Linked DNA regions of Ovis aries: region 1 is linked to region 2. Evidence: chromatin contacts called from public Hi-C data. All regions are on one chromosome and are shown on one strand. The core of a region is the stretch at or near the end of the contact, and the rest is flanking DNA. Distances in the headings are between cores, read along the strand shown.

Evidence for each region. Hi-C and Micro-C count contacts between places; a contact is called where the count stands out from the background.
Region 1: a Hi-C map of hypothalamus shows a contact between it and region 2, with 3 times the contacts expected there. The contact joins two enhancer-like sites. A contact is called at or near these places in 3 of 16 Hi-C or Micro-C datasets (hypothalamus and liver).

The regions. Positions count from the first base shown.
Region 1 is chr1:203,126,596-203,134,409 of ARS-UI_Ramb_v3.0, forward strand. It overlaps VPS8 (VPS8 subunit of CORVET complex), which reads right to left. Exons shown (of 46, transcript XM_060419762.1): 19 at 7,663-7,709; 20 at 5,960-6,049. Among named protein-coding and RNA genes, the nearest start is that of VPS8, 67 kb to the right of the region's middle. Within about 2 kb of position 1,551, at least 9 of the 54 cell types and tissues checked have an H3K27ac peak or open chromatin away from gene starts, as enhancers often do. A contact at or near this core is called in hypothalamus and liver, where this site is marked.
Region 2 is chr1:202,887,050-202,894,369 of ARS-UI_Ramb_v3.0, forward strand. C1H3orf70 (chromosome 1 C3orf70 homolog) reads left to right here. Exons shown (of 3, transcript XR_001021688.5): 2 at 1-78; 3 at 661-3,523. Among named protein-coding and RNA genes, the nearest start is that of C1H3orf70, 120 kb to the left of the region's middle. Within about 2 kb of position 3,997, at least 6 of the 54 cell types and tissues checked have an H3K27ac peak or open chromatin away from gene starts, as enhancers often do. A contact at or near this core is called in hypothalamus and liver, where this site is marked.

The DNA of each region.
Region 1 (7,814 bases), core at 301-2,800, 240 kb after region 2:
CTGTTGAGACTGTACAAACAAGAGGCATAATAAGACTATGGGAGATGGCATGGGGCAAAGAAGGGATTTGTTTGCTGTCTGACTTTGTTTTTAGGAGCTTCCCTGGCAGCTCAGACAGTAAAGAATCTGCCTATAATGTAGGAGACCCAGGTTCAATCCCTGGGTCGGGAAGATTCCCTGGAGAAGGAAATGGCAATCTACTCCAGTATTCTTGCCTGGAAATCCCATGGAGAGAGGAGCCTGGTGGGCTACAGTCCACAGGGTCACAAAAAGTCAGACACAACTGAGCAACTAACACTTTCACGCTTTGTTTTGGGGATAAGAAAGACAGCCTGAAGAAAAGGCAAGGTTCAAGATGTATGAGACAAGAGAACACTTTAATTCTCTTTGATCTTACTAGCTATTATACAAATAAATTATAACTATAGGTTCGAACCTTTCTTAGACAAATAAAAGCCAAAGCCTGTCAAAAACATCATGAGATCCAAAAGCTATCTTCTGTAGTTAAGATGGGGCAAATATTGATTGATCTTTGGAGAAAAGCAAAAATACTGAATGGTATTATATATTCTGATTCTAAGGAAAAGGTGAGGCTCCTCCTCAAAGGTAAAGATTAAAACTGAGACAGCAGGCATGAGTGCCACCTGCTGGTAAAATGTAAATGCTCAGTTTGTTTCTTTTTTTGGCCATGCCACAGGGCATGTGGAATCTTTGTTCCCCAACCAGGGATCAAACCTGCACCACCTGCATTGGAAGTGTAGAGTCTTAACCAATGGACCACCAAGGAAGTCCCAATGCTCAGCATTCTGACTGAGATAGAATCTAGTCTTAGGAATTTCAACTAATTGGATTACTGGTTACCTGTTTCCAATGAGTTTCTTGATAATGATAATGAAGTCTCAGATCTTCCCACCCAGCAAAACAAAGTCTTTTATAGACACTCCTGTTTCAATGTTATTCTCTCAAATCATCCCACTTTGCCTTCTGAAACATGTACATTACCTTATGTAAAATAGATGACCAGTGCAAGTTCTATGCATGCAGCAGGGAACCCAAAGCTGGTGCTCTGGGCCAACCCAGAGGGGTGGGGTGGGGAGGGGGATTGGAGAGGGGCTCAGGATGGGGGACACACGTGCACCTGTGGCCGATTCATGGTGATGTGTGGCAAAAACCACCACAATACTGTCATAATCCTCCAATTAAAATAAATTAATTAATCAAAAAAATCTCCTAGTTAGCTGGTCATCATTCTTTTACTTCAACATTTGACAGTAGGAGGTACACAGTCCAAGACTTATTACATAATCGTTAGATCATTTAAAACTGAACTAGACCTTCTCCTGATTTCTACCCACTTATGGGCTTCCCTGATAGCTCAGTTGGTAAAGAATCTGCCTGCAATGCAGGAGACCTGGGTTGAGAAGATCCCCTGGAGAAGGAAAAGGCTACCCACTCCAGTATTCTGGCCTAGAGAATTCCATGGACTGTATAGTCCGTGGGGTCACAAAGAGTCTGACACAACCGAACGACTTTCACTTTCACATTCTAGCCTTGCCTCTGCTGCAGTACAATAAATCTCCCTATGATAGTCCTTCACCATCTGAAAGCAGCCACGTCTGTACTTACTTTCTCCCCAGATTAAACAACTCGGTATTTTTTAACTGTTGTTTTTAAAACCTCCCAGCAGCCCAGTTGTTGGATAAAAACTGGTCTGTCAACAGTCCATAAACTACCTTATTTAGACTTTTATTTTCAACACATAGCCCAGTGGCTATCTGGGTCTTAATACACAATTGACTCATACTAAGTTTATGGTCAACTAAAATCCTGTCCAGCTAGATTTTCCCAACCCAGGATGCATTCAATTTAATTATTTGAATCTAGTGCTAGTCTTGATGTCTATCTTTGCTAAATTTCACCTCATAACAATTTTGATTGCACTCTGTCAAGAGCATTTTGGACCCTGATTCTTGGTTCTATCCAAATTCGACAAGCCACTCAATAAATCTTCATCCAAATCAATGATAAAAACTTGGATATGAAAGAGCCCTAGAAAGTAATTAATACTAGGCCTGCAAGAATACTCTTTGGAGTAGGGATGTTCATCATCTATAAATCTACTATTTACTAATCCATCTCAGCAATGAGGGTAATGGAAAACTAAGGCAAATGCTTTAACAAAATCAAGATGTTATGTAATAAGCATTGCATGAATGTAGTGTCCTCAAATTCCTTTCAAAAGTGCAGTTTTTATGAGTTCAGCAAGGTTGTTCTTAAGTGAACTCAAGGAAAATGTTCACAAACCACAGTGGGGTTACAGCGGATAGTGCCTACATCTACTTTTCTTCTACAAGATTACACGGTAAGAGTTAACCTATTTTACTATTTTATGATTAAATATTTACAATTTAACACTTAAAACAGCAGATTTGTGGCCATTTGTGCATGAATTTTACTCATCCTAATGGGCTAAAGATCACCTTTTTCAAAAGTATATCCTCCTGAGTGAAATAAGCTATGTCTTCTCTGCTTAGGCATCCATGCTTAAGCAAGTGTGCCTTATTTGAAAACTGATCCAAAGTTACTTACAAATTATTTAGATAGCTCTGACTGTTCAAATAGGACTATGGGTTATAATTCCACTGGGTCTTGAGATCTGAACAATCATAATGTAACTATATGAAACATATGCTGGGCTTCAGCCTGTTTCTTTAATATATTTATCTGGACTTTTCCATTTTAAAAGACCACTCTCTGTGCTCATGAAAAGGGAAGCAAAACCGGAAGTGTTGCTCCAGGGTAGAGTGTAGCATTCCAGATGTGGACTCTGAAGTCCCAGTACTGGATTCTAACCCCAGCTCTATTGTTCACTAGCTGTGTGATCTGCAACAGGTGATATAACCTCTCTGTGCCTCGGTCTCACTCATAAATGTGAATAATGACAAAACCTACCTCACAGAGTTACAGGAATTAAATAAGTTAACATGTGTAAATGGTTTGTAACAGTGTCTGCCATACAGTAAGCACTGAATACTTTAGATGTTTGTTATAATTATCATTCCTGATCGTCTACTAATATCACCCCTTCTCACACATCCTGTCCCTGAACTTGCTCTGAAAACAACAATACAGTACAATGGTTACTTAAGAGCTGGGTTTTGAAGTCAGAATATCCTGGACTGGAGTTCTGACCCCAAACTTTATCAGCATTATCATCTTCAGAAGTCACTTAACCCCTCTCAGCCTAAACTTCCTCTTCTATAAAATGAGGATAAAAACAGGATCTACTTCATGGAGTTGTTGCAGGAATTAAACAAAAATGAATGCCACACCCTTCACGTAGTACTTGGCATGTAATATATGTATTAGGTTAATCTTTGTCAAAACCCCTCTGTGTCCTTTAGTATCTTGTTAGGTACAATCTGGACCATACGAGTCTCTTTTCTGATAGTCATATAGATTCTTCATGCTTTTGACAAGTATCTTTGGTTATCCACCTCTCTCCAACTTTGGTAGATGTTTTGTGTTTTATAGACATACTTCTCTCAACATTCTTCCCCATGTCTTTTCTCTTTGGATTGTTTGTGGTTATTGTGTCAAAATTTAAGAATTTCCTGTTCTTCGATCTTATGGTTGCCGGGGGGAAGGATGGGGAGAAAGGACAGGGAGTTTGGGATAGGCATGTACACACTGCTATATTTAAAATGAATAATCAACAAGCACCTGTTGTATAGTGCACGGAACTCTGCTCAATGTTATCTGGCAGACTCGATGAGAGGAGAGTATGGGGGAGAATGGATACATGTGTATGTATGGCTGAGTACCTTTGCTGTTCACCTGAAACTGTCACAACACTGTTAACTGGCTATACCCCAATACAAAATAAAAAGTTTAAAAAAAAAAAGTCCTGTTCTTTGTGAATCTTTTAGTATTTAGGGGTATGTTAGTATTTTGGCCTATAACCATGAGACCGTGCCCATTTTTTTTTTCCTGAAATATCTGCTTTCTAAAATACAGGATTCGCAATGTTATTTTTCCTCATGAGATGTTATTATAATCTTTAAAATAAAGAGATAATTTTTCTATCAATAGTTTATCTCTTCTACTTCCCCAATCATTGGTAAAAAGTAAATTCAGAATAATGATTCCCACCACTGTTTTGTTTATCGCCTATGAGGCTAAGTGATTAATAAATCAAAATTTTATTAGATACTCTTTTAGCAGAATTAAACTTTTGACAAATATCTAGATGGTTAATTACTACCATAATTTGTTTCTCAGTAAAATTTTAAAATCTGTTTTAGAAACCATCATCTACAGTCCCTGTCATGCCGAGATTCCTTAATATTTCTCTGTCAGAACATCACTTTTGTTTCCTTTTTCCTTTTACAGCTCTCTACCAGGTTCTTCCCCAACAAAGTGGTTTCTACCTTATGTGTATATTCACACGCACGCCATGTGTACACACGCACACACACATATCCTCCTCATTAACCCCTCTAAGCATTCCCTATTGGATGTTTCTTTTCACCAAAGTACACCTTCCAACAACCAGAGTTCTTACATGAGTACCATCCTACCACTTTTTTTTTTTTCTATCACTTCTTGATAACAGATATTCTCTTGTTAAAATACTGAGTTTTCTTTTCTCTATATACTGCAGTGATATACAAAATCATTTATATAGCAGGTACTATTCCTAAATAGTTCTGTCCCCAAATGCTTTCTTTCTGCCATATGTTTTCCTCCTAGCTTATCTATTTCTATAACCTTATATAAGCTCCTTTCTCTTCTTCACTTCAAATTTAATGAGGCTCTAGCCACAAGGTAATAAACGTTACTTTGCTAGAAGCCCAATACGATGGCATTCAATAGTACAGTCAGGAAACCAAATCCTGCTCTGATACCCTCCAACTGTTTACTGCCATATCTACTCTTGCCTTCCAAAGTTAAGAGCATCAAATGGAAATATAAAAAGATATGAGCTGTGTCTGCTCCTCCAACTCCAAAACCCTGTATTATTTCTAAACGTGTCCACTAATGTGCACAAGAAAAGTTATTTTGACTAGACTATTAACTTCAAGATAACAAGAAGCACACATCTTTTGCACACTATCATCCAGTGCCTAGAACATATTAGACCAGAGGTTGCACACTTTGACCCATGGGCCAAGTCCTGTCCACAGCCGGTTTTTGAATGGCTCCCAGCTACGAATGGTTTTTACACTTTTAAAGGGTTGTTTAAAAACAAGTTAAAAAAAAAATCACATGGACGAACATGTGACAGGGACCATATGTACCCCACAAAGCTTAAATTTTACCATCTGGCCCTTTTTAGAAAATGTTTGCTGACTGCTGTACCAGACCCTCAAATATTTGTTAAAAGAGTGAAGAAGAAACAGATTCCCAACAAATATACTTTGAGATGATTGCAAATGGTAAATACTCTTATAATAAACACTGTGCAGATCTTTAAATCATTCCTTGACTTCTATTTTCACTGAGTTTCAAGAGAAACTAAAGGTTTTATTAGTGTATTTAAGAGATCATAATTTTTTTGCAATGTACCTATTCTTGAATCACAGGTGCTCCTAAGAGCGCTAAATTTAAACCTTGGTGGTCCACTTGTCCAACAAGTCAACAAAAGTGTTAGTCATCAGCAAGGTGTAAGGTGTCAATTCACAGGTATGTACCGTCATACACACATCCGTTCCTTCCATGAAGCACCAAGTACCTAAGCACTGACACCCCACAACATTTACTCATCTGTTCCCACGTGTCTGTACACCTGTTACTTCAAAATTTAATAACTGAGAATGTTCCATAAACCCTGTAATAAAGCTCTGAATACTGAAAAATGTTTAAGCAAAACATGAAAGTTCCATTCTCAAATAATATCAAAGACCAGTTCTAGACCTGTTCATAGTAATGTCTATTAGAAGCACTTGCAAATGTGTACCTGAAAATGTTGCTCCATCACTTGGATTTTTCCCTGGTCTGGGCACTTTTTTAGAGCTCGGTCTGCATAATGCAATAGGATTTCTACCATCTGTAAGGAAAATGGTAATTAAAATATGTCTCTAAAGCTTTTTAATACTTAATATATGTCATCTTAATATATATGATCTTAAATAATACAGAATCAGGCTTGGTTATTTTATGAAAAAAATACAATTTAAAATTTTAGTGGCTTTATTTCCCCATTTTTTAACCCCAGCCTAATTTCTTTCAGGCTCAGTGTTAGTAACAATTTGCTAATCTTTCCTAATAAATACCTCCAGGTTCCAGATGCCATTAGTGTGAAATAAAAATGAAATAAAATGTTGATGTTTACCTCTTCAGTTATCCTCTGCATAGATCTTTCCCTAAAGAACACATACAGGCAATTCTTTCTACCAGAAACTAAGAGAATCATTTACAAGTCTTGGGAATGACCAGTTTCTATATATGTTTTCTAAATGTTTATACTAATTTGGAATCTAATTTTTACCAATGCATTTGCACAATAAAAAGGGGGACAAATGACAACAGTATATGAATTCAGGCAAGCCTAGACTAGGAAAAAAAAGCTAGTATTAAATATTAACATTAGCCACATTAATGCTAATTAACAGCTTAAAGCTCAACATTCAGAAAACTAATATCATGGCATCTGGTCCCATCACTTCATGGGAAATAGACATGGAAACAGTGGCAGACTTTATTTTGGGGGGTCCAAAATCACTGCAGATGGTGACTGCAGCCATGAAATTAAAATACAATTACTCCTTGGAAGAAAAGTCATGACCAACCTAGATAGCATATTCAAAAGCAGAGACATTACTTTGCCAACAAAGGTCCATCTGGTCAAGGCTATGGTTTTTCCTGTGGTCATGTATGGATGTGAGAGTCAGACTATAAAGAAAGCAGAGCACCGAAGAATTGATGCTTTTGAACTGTGGTGCTGGAGAAGACTCTTGAGAGTCCCTTGGACTGCAAGGAGATCCAACCAGTCCATCCTAGGGGAAATCAGTCCTGGGTGTTCATTGGAAGGACTGATGTTAAAGCTGAAACTCTAATACTTTGGCCACCTGATGCGAAGAGCTGACTCATTTGAAAAGACCCTGATGCTGGGAAAGACTGAGGGCAGGAGAAGGGGACAAGAGAAGATGAGATGGTTGGATGGCATCACCAATTCAATGGACATGAGTTTGGGTAAACTCCGGGAGTTGGTGATGGACACAGCGTGCTATGGTTCATGGGGTTACAAAGAGTTGGACATGACTGAGAGACTGAAGTGAACAATAATAAACATCAGCCATCTTTGCTACCTCAGGCAATACCAATACTTGCACATATAGTATTTCTAATTATTACTTATCAGTTTATAATAAATGTCAGCATCCTATGGGCTACAATTAAGTTCAGAAACAATCCAGATCCCTGGGTTTTCTTCCTCCTCCTGTCTGCTGTCTTCTGGCTATTTCGCTATTTATAATCTTCATTAAAGAGTGAGCAAGGGAAAAAAGAAAAGGCGATAAGAAGGAATTTACAAAAGCATTCACAGTAACACCAAGGAATTATCATCTGATTTGCTTTTTTATACACTCTCTCCTTGACTGTAGTCATTTACCTAATCACGTCCAAGATGTAACCCAGTAAAGACCCTATTAAAATACTCACCCGATCTGCAACAATAGCCTTTCGCTTACTGGCATCCCCTGATAATCCTGCAGAGAAGCAAAACCCAGCATTAAATCCGAAGTTAATCCACCTCTTCAGGAGTGAAACTGCTCTGGTCTTCTATTGATAACCTATGCTAACAATAGATACAA
Region 2 (7,320 bases), core at 2,747-5,246:
GCTGTGGATACAGAATGAATAAGGCCTGACTCCTAGCAGGGAGGGACCATAGTCCACGAGGGAAGGTAATCTATGCAGGTGAGGGGACCTCGAGTGCCCTGGGAACCCCGGGGGAGGCAGAGATGCACTTGGCTTGGGCTGGCTGGAGAAGGAGTAGCATTTGAGCTAGCCTCAGGGGTGGCTTCCCCAACATTTCCCTGCTTTTTAAAATTGTTCAAATCTGCGGGAGACTTTTAGGAAGTCATATAGGTATTATATTTAGGAAGCAGCCACATCTGATGTCTTAAGGAAAAAAATCGATAAATAGTTTTAGTTAGCATGGAAATGCTAAAGACAGCAGTCCTTTAGGGATTAGGAATGAATCTAATAGGTTTGATTAACTCTGCTTCATTTGGTTGTATGAAGCATTAGAATGGCTTAGGTGAGAAATGGATTAGAATTCAGTATGATGCATGGATTTTTTATGCCAATGCAAAAACTGTTGAAATAGTTCACTGCTAAGTCAGGAGAAAATATTTTGTGTAATATTCATTCCCTTTACTACAGTAATATTCATGGGCTATTGTAAATGTTCTCTTTTCTTACACGCATAAAATAGTGACTGATTCTTCCTTGTTTAGCTCTCTTCAGAATTTTGCTCCTAATCTCCATTTATAACAGGTGTTCCCGTGTGAGTTGGTTATCTGCCATTCCTCCAGATGCACTGTCTGTGAGGCATAGTTACGAGTCCGGGGGATTTGAAACGCGGCCGTGTGAGACTGAACTGCCCAAGCTGGAGACAGAGAGTCGTCTCCTGGGCCCTGAGCCTCCACGCGTGCGCTCCCATGGCATCGTCGTGTGCTCGTCGGCGTTACGACGCAACTCTTCTGTGTCACGTTAGTTCATGTTTTAAGAAACAAGAAGAGGCCTGTGGTGTCCCTTCCTGAAGCCTCCACTTGGCATCCTGCACAGATCTCTCCAGGCAGAACCTGCTTTCCTAGTTGTATGTGCTACATTCAGCAAAATGCTGGAACATTTTGTTAGGTTCAGGTGCCCTAAACATCCTTAAGGGTTTAGAAAGCAGAGTGTGTGTTCCTTTGAAAGCAGTGTTACTTAACACTTTGTGTGCTAGGGAGAATGCAGCCAGCACGAAGTTCCCACTCACTGAGACAGAAAGACTCAGCACATCAACCTGAGAAGATGGTGTCTGGAGCTCCAGGGCCAGCGGGGCCCAGGAGAGGGCGACAGAGGCAGGTGTGGGGAGACAGGCTTAGGGACAGAGCTGATGAGCCCTGCGCTGGGCTCTCAGCGCCGCCGGGACTGACTGGCCACCTGCAATCAGGGTCCTATCTGCACCTAGCCGTGGGTGAGCTCGTTTCACCCCTGGCCAGGAATATGAGGCTCTGTTCGCACTGTTCCTGTCAGTCCTCTCCTCCATCTGTTAACGTGTTGATAGTTGGGGTCAACCAGCAGGTCTCCAGGGCCATGGGAATCCATGGGCTCCGGGGCACGCTTCTCAGGCTGGCTGTGTCAGGGTTGGGCCGTTCATATTTGTATCTGTGACTTTTGCCTAGGTTCCTGTTTTTTAAAACTCCTGAACTGCCATTCAGATTAGCCAGGATTTTAATGGAATTTTTGGATTTAACACTAGTTGATAATCACTTTAAATACTCGCACAAACTCTTTATAATTAAAAACTCACTAAGATTCACTTACTACTATCAATTTTATAGAATTGGAGACATCCCATTGGATTCTAAATATAAAATACTCCTGGATCTCAAAATAGCCTTTTCTAAATAAGCACAAACAAGAATTGTTTTTGTCCTATCACTGTTAATATTAATAATTATCTGAAAATCATATATGATTGAACCAGAATTGTTTCCTTATGCTTGCATTTCAAAACAAATTATAAGGGTATAAAAATATGTAGTTTCAACTTAAATTCGAGGCCTATTCTCTTCTGTATTATATGAAAGAATTTCTCTGTAATCCTGATACTACATTACTCATTTGTATAAGCATATTTATAGGCACTTTAGAAAATGTTTAGACTGCAGTGTGTATTATAGACATTGAACACAGTTATGTTAAATAGGCTGTTGATTAATACTTGTACATTGAGAGATACGAAACCTTTATCGCTTGGACCTTTGCTCACCTGGGGCAAAGAGTCGGGCTGTGTGAATGGAAAAACTGCTCTCTCAGGCTTTTGTCAAAAACTGACACCATTCCCACTTTTTGAAAGTTGGTGTAAAAGCTGTTAGGTAGAAGATACGGAATAAGTACTGTGTGGAGTTTAGCTTTCTGATCTAACCAAGATTTCTTTTAGCATTTTCGAGTTTCATATGTGTTCATGACTTTTCTGAGAAATAACAAAGCAATTACAATGCTTTTGTGGTTTTAACTATTTGGTACATTAACAATGGAAGCTTTACAATAAAAAAATCTAGGTATATTCAAGATTTGAAATGCATATCTGAGAAAAACCTCTGTAGAAAAACTGCCGCATTCCTAGAAGGGGACGACCTGTAGTTCAAGGTAATACAGTACAAAATAAACTCAGCAGGACCAGAACAAAACCATGAAGTTGTTTTCCTGAAGTACCTTTTTGGATTTGATCTAGGATTTGATTTTATCTTGAGAGTGGTAGTTTTTATTTCTTAATCTCTGCTTCCTGGCCTGTTTGAACCATCATAGTTCCTTTGATCATAACCTCCTTTTATGCAAGTATCTCTACTTAGGCAGTAGGATGCAACTAGGTAATTTAGAAAGCTGTCAAAATACTGGATACTTTGGTGGTATAAATACTTTTAGGCAACAGGGGAAAAAAGCACAATTAAAAAAAATATACTGTCAACACTTATAATTCCATGTTATTTGCAAAATTTTGTTGACACGTTTTGGATCTTTACATGAGGAAACCGAAGCCGCCTTGGTTTTTTCTCCAACTCCAGAGGAGGTATCAGCGCAGTAAGAAGGCCAGCAGTGTTTCCGGCTTTTGTGTGCTGTCTCTTCCCCGTGAGGAGGAGAGAAAGCAGTGCCGCCAGTCCAGGGATGTCTGTGTTTCTCACGTTCAAGCATGAGTACACGGGCACTCAGAACTAACTTTGGAAGAACTAATCTTTAGAAAATCTGTGTCACTGCTCCCTTTCATTATCACGGGTAATCGAGAGTTGGCTGTGCTGGGAAGGGGCCCGTCTCTGGTCGTGCTCAGTTCTTTCTGCTCAGATGGAAGTGCCCTCTTCACAGGCTGGACCAGTCTAAAAGCAGATCACCACTAGCGGTTTTAACGCTGAGCTTCCATATCATGGTGTTCATATGTACTTCTAAGGCTGTTCGTACCTTGTAATATTCACTTACTGTGTGATTTTTAAAACCTGTCTGTTTTCAAGTTTTAAGCACAATGTTGATTCTTCTCTAATTTCCTAAAATTACCTTGTTTTCCTACAAACAGCTCAACTTTCCTCTCTGTATAATACTTTAGGAGAATACTATCTTGTAAAATAAACGTGATTTTTTCCTTTTTTACCAGCACAAATATGCTATTTTGAGTTTTGGAATATCCTTCCTCCCCACCCCACCCCCACCTTTGGAGAAGTTCTGTCTGATTAAATAGTAACACAATGTGAGCTAAATGAAAAACAAAAAAACCTCATTTGGAAAATGTGAAAGCATTTATATCAGTGCTTACTTTGTGCTAGGAAATTATATCAGTGCTTACTTTGTGCTAGGAAATAAGTCATTTACGTCATTATTCCGTTTAAATTTTACAGAAACTTATTGCAGATTATTATTATTATGTACACTATACACTCAATGCTCAGCACTCGTGATAACTCCCAGAACCCTTTAAATAACTGTTTTGTTGGCTGCATTCAGTTCAGTTCAGTGGTTCATACAAATAAAAATTACATTCCCTCACAAATAGGATTTATTTCACACAGAACTGCACTCTGTGTATTCAGCTCACATATTCCACGTAAGACTTGGCTCTGACGGCAGGCTGGCGGCCAGGGTGGCTGCTGCCCTGCTAAGCCTCGGGACCCGGTCACTTGGTCACCAAGGCTCAGCGTGGCAGGTCCAAGAGCTTGATTTTTGTATTCACACCAAGAGCAGAGCAGCTTTGGGGTTGGCTTTTCCTGAATAACCTCATGGGGAGTGCTAAATAAATTTGTTCATCAGTAATAAAAGTAATACCACTGTTCATAGCAACAATGGTGCAGCTGCCTTCCTGCTTCCTGAGTTATCCCCACAGCAGCCCTCCAGGAGAGGGCGCAGCATCCTGTACACCAGGAAAAGGCCTCAGGAAGTAAACATTTGCCCGGAGTGGTGCAGCTTGCAAGGAAGTGGGACTTGGATTTGAACCCAGTCAGCTTGGCCATGGAGCCCATGTGCTGGGCCTTTTGCTTCCTCCTCTAGGCCTTCCCACTCTCAGGACCTTGGGGGCTGAGCCAGGAGGCAGACAGCGGGCAAGCAGCAGGGCACAGGGTCCCCTTTCTGTCCCTGACCCAGCAGACACCTTCCCCCTCCTCATCCAGATGCTGCCAGGCTTCTCCCTCCCCCCCGCCGTTCCCTGCTCCACATGGAGCCCCACCCCCACCCCCCAGGGCGCGTGCACGCACACAAGCACGTGCAGTGCCTGCACGCCATCTTTCTGTAGACATCCCAGTGCTTGGATCCGGCCATTGCTGCTTCTGTGTTTAATCATGAATCTAGGCTAGCTCTTCCTGCCTTCACAAAAGATAACTTATCTTTTAAAATGACTTTTGTAGACAGCTAATCTCATCAACTGTGTGTGTATTCTACTAATTTAACTCTCTACATAATTGTATTGCCAAGTTCTAGAAAGCATCTCATTGTAGCATCTTACAGATGCTGACTACACACACTTTTATTCTGCAATAAACTTTAATTTAGCATCTCGTCCTCATTACATTTCAATCACTGGGAACTGGTAATGCCTTTAACCCTTGGAGTGCCACTCTGATTTTGTGCTGAATGAAGGGGTAAGATGGGACCTTAGGACTCAGGCTTGCTGGGGTGAGGGTCAAGGAGAAGCAATTAGAAGTCAGAATTCTTCAGAAACCAGGCAGATCAGAGTACATGCCTGCATATTCATGGTGTTTTTCTGTTTGCTTTTTGGAATTTTCCTAGTTTTCAAAGAATGAGTTGATAATTACTTATGCACTCAGAAACAAACCCTGTAAGCTGGAAGATAATGAGTCCCAGGACAGTCAGTGCAGGTGGAGCCTGATATTGCTGGAGGTTTGTGGGAGGGAGTGAGGATCCCGTGAGTCTGGGCAGCTTCCCACCTGCTCCCCTGCCTGGGGGAGGGGCTACTGAAGGCTGGGCTGCGGACTGTGTGTCCTGGAACCACCTGGCCTCCCCAGGGACTGACCCCAGTCCAGGCTTCCACCCATGACTGGAAGGGTTTTGAGCCAGTGGGTTGGAGAGGGATTTGTTTCTCATTGTTGTCCTCAGTTCCCAGCCCAAAACTGTACATGTGGATTTGGAGATGGCAGATCAGAAGGTCCCTGGTGGGACATTTCAGTCCTCTCTGACAATGAGCCATCACCTAGAGTGTGTGCATCCCAGAGGATTCATGCTCAGAAGGTCTGGACCGTCACTGCAGGATGATGGCAGAAAGTGCAGCGGCGTGGATCCTCGAAGCCACACAGCATCTGAAGGGGAATTTAGCAAGGCATTTCCACAGACACCATCTTACCTGCCAAACGCAGCAACTGTGTGTGCCAGGTGGGACAGGATAACTTCATGAGTTCATGGCTGAAGTATCCCAGCGCTAAGTTGACAGTAAAGGCAGGTGAGTCGCTCATAATTTGCAGGTAGGTAGCAGGTCCAGAGCTTGGTCCAAACATCCAAATTCAGCTGGTGTTAGCCCTCACTGGTTAAGCCCCTGCAGTCACGCCTGCCCTCTCCTGCTGCTCTCCCTTACCTGCCTCTCTCCACCCCACACCTAGCCTTCCCCACCCCTTCCCAGCCCTGGGTCCAGGCAGGGGCATCCCGGAACCACAGCCCAGCCCTCTGGGCATCACCTGATGCACCCGTTTACTGCTGTAGCTTTCTGCCCAGCCTGGCTTGACCTTGGCCTGGATTTGGCTGAGACCCAGGCTCAGGAGTGGCCCACCCTGGATCTAAGAACCCTCTTGGGAATTGGCGTGGAATCTTAGCACTTTGGGTGTTAGTGGCTTCTACCTTCTTTAGCTCCCAGCCTCACTGAAGTGGGGCCTTGGATACCAGCTGCTTCCTGTGGTAAGCACCAGCCCTCAACTGCCTCAGGCTTGCCTCCTGGGGGCAGCTGACCCCAGGGGACTGTGGCCCAACTCTGATGATCCAGCCGTGAACAGGGCTAAGTAGTAGACTAAGGGTTTCGGCCCTGTTTAGAGTCTGCCTATGTGAACTAATGCCAAAATTCATCATGCGAATGTAGGTACACCATGTATCGGCAGAAGACCTTGGAAGAACCATGGCAGTGCTCTCAGAGGCCATGCGGTGAGGCCTGGAACCATTGGGAGGACCCAGGTCTGGGGTTCTGTGGTACGTCTAGAGGGTGGGCTTCCTGTGGCCACATGGGATTCATAGGGATCTTCAGAGCCTGGTTTTGCTGGGAATCTAGACTGTTGAGTGGTGACTGTAACTTGATGTAGGAGCTGCACCGAATGTAGGAAGGACTGGGGTTTCCCAAGGGACCAAGGCCCCAGTGAACATGGGGCCTTGAGTGGGCACCTCTGTAGGTCGCCGGAGATCAGAACATGATCAGAGAGTCCAACTAGAATTCACTGGGAGTCCTTTCTGATTACTGGGGGTCTTGAAGAGGTCAGTTCTTCCCCAGGGGATTTAGCCTCACGCACCTATCCCAAGAGCCACAGGCAGGCAGCATACAACAGGCTAGCACGTGGGCCCCATGCCAGCCTGACAGGATAGAGGCCTCAGAAGGGAGTCACGGCGTCATGGCAAGGTCGGCGGCGGGGAGGAGGAAGGGAGGAAGTTGACTGGAAGTCAGGAAGTCACTGTTGCAGGTGGAGGTGGAGGTGGATTGGGGGAATATTGAAGAATGATGGACTGACTCATTCTTGTACAAGAGAGAGGCCGGGCTGGCAAACCGTGAGGTCCTCCAGGTTGCTAGGGGCTGGGATCTGGCCCTCCAAGATTATCAGCACCAAATTCTGACCTTTGAGATGGATGTGGCAGAGTTCTGAGGGAACAGACATCAGGTAGGAACAGGGGCTACTGGCTTTGTCCCTGAGGCTGGAGACATTCGTTTATTCACACAGGCAGGCATATGCTCAAAAATCTTAATTATACCTGCCCTCTGAC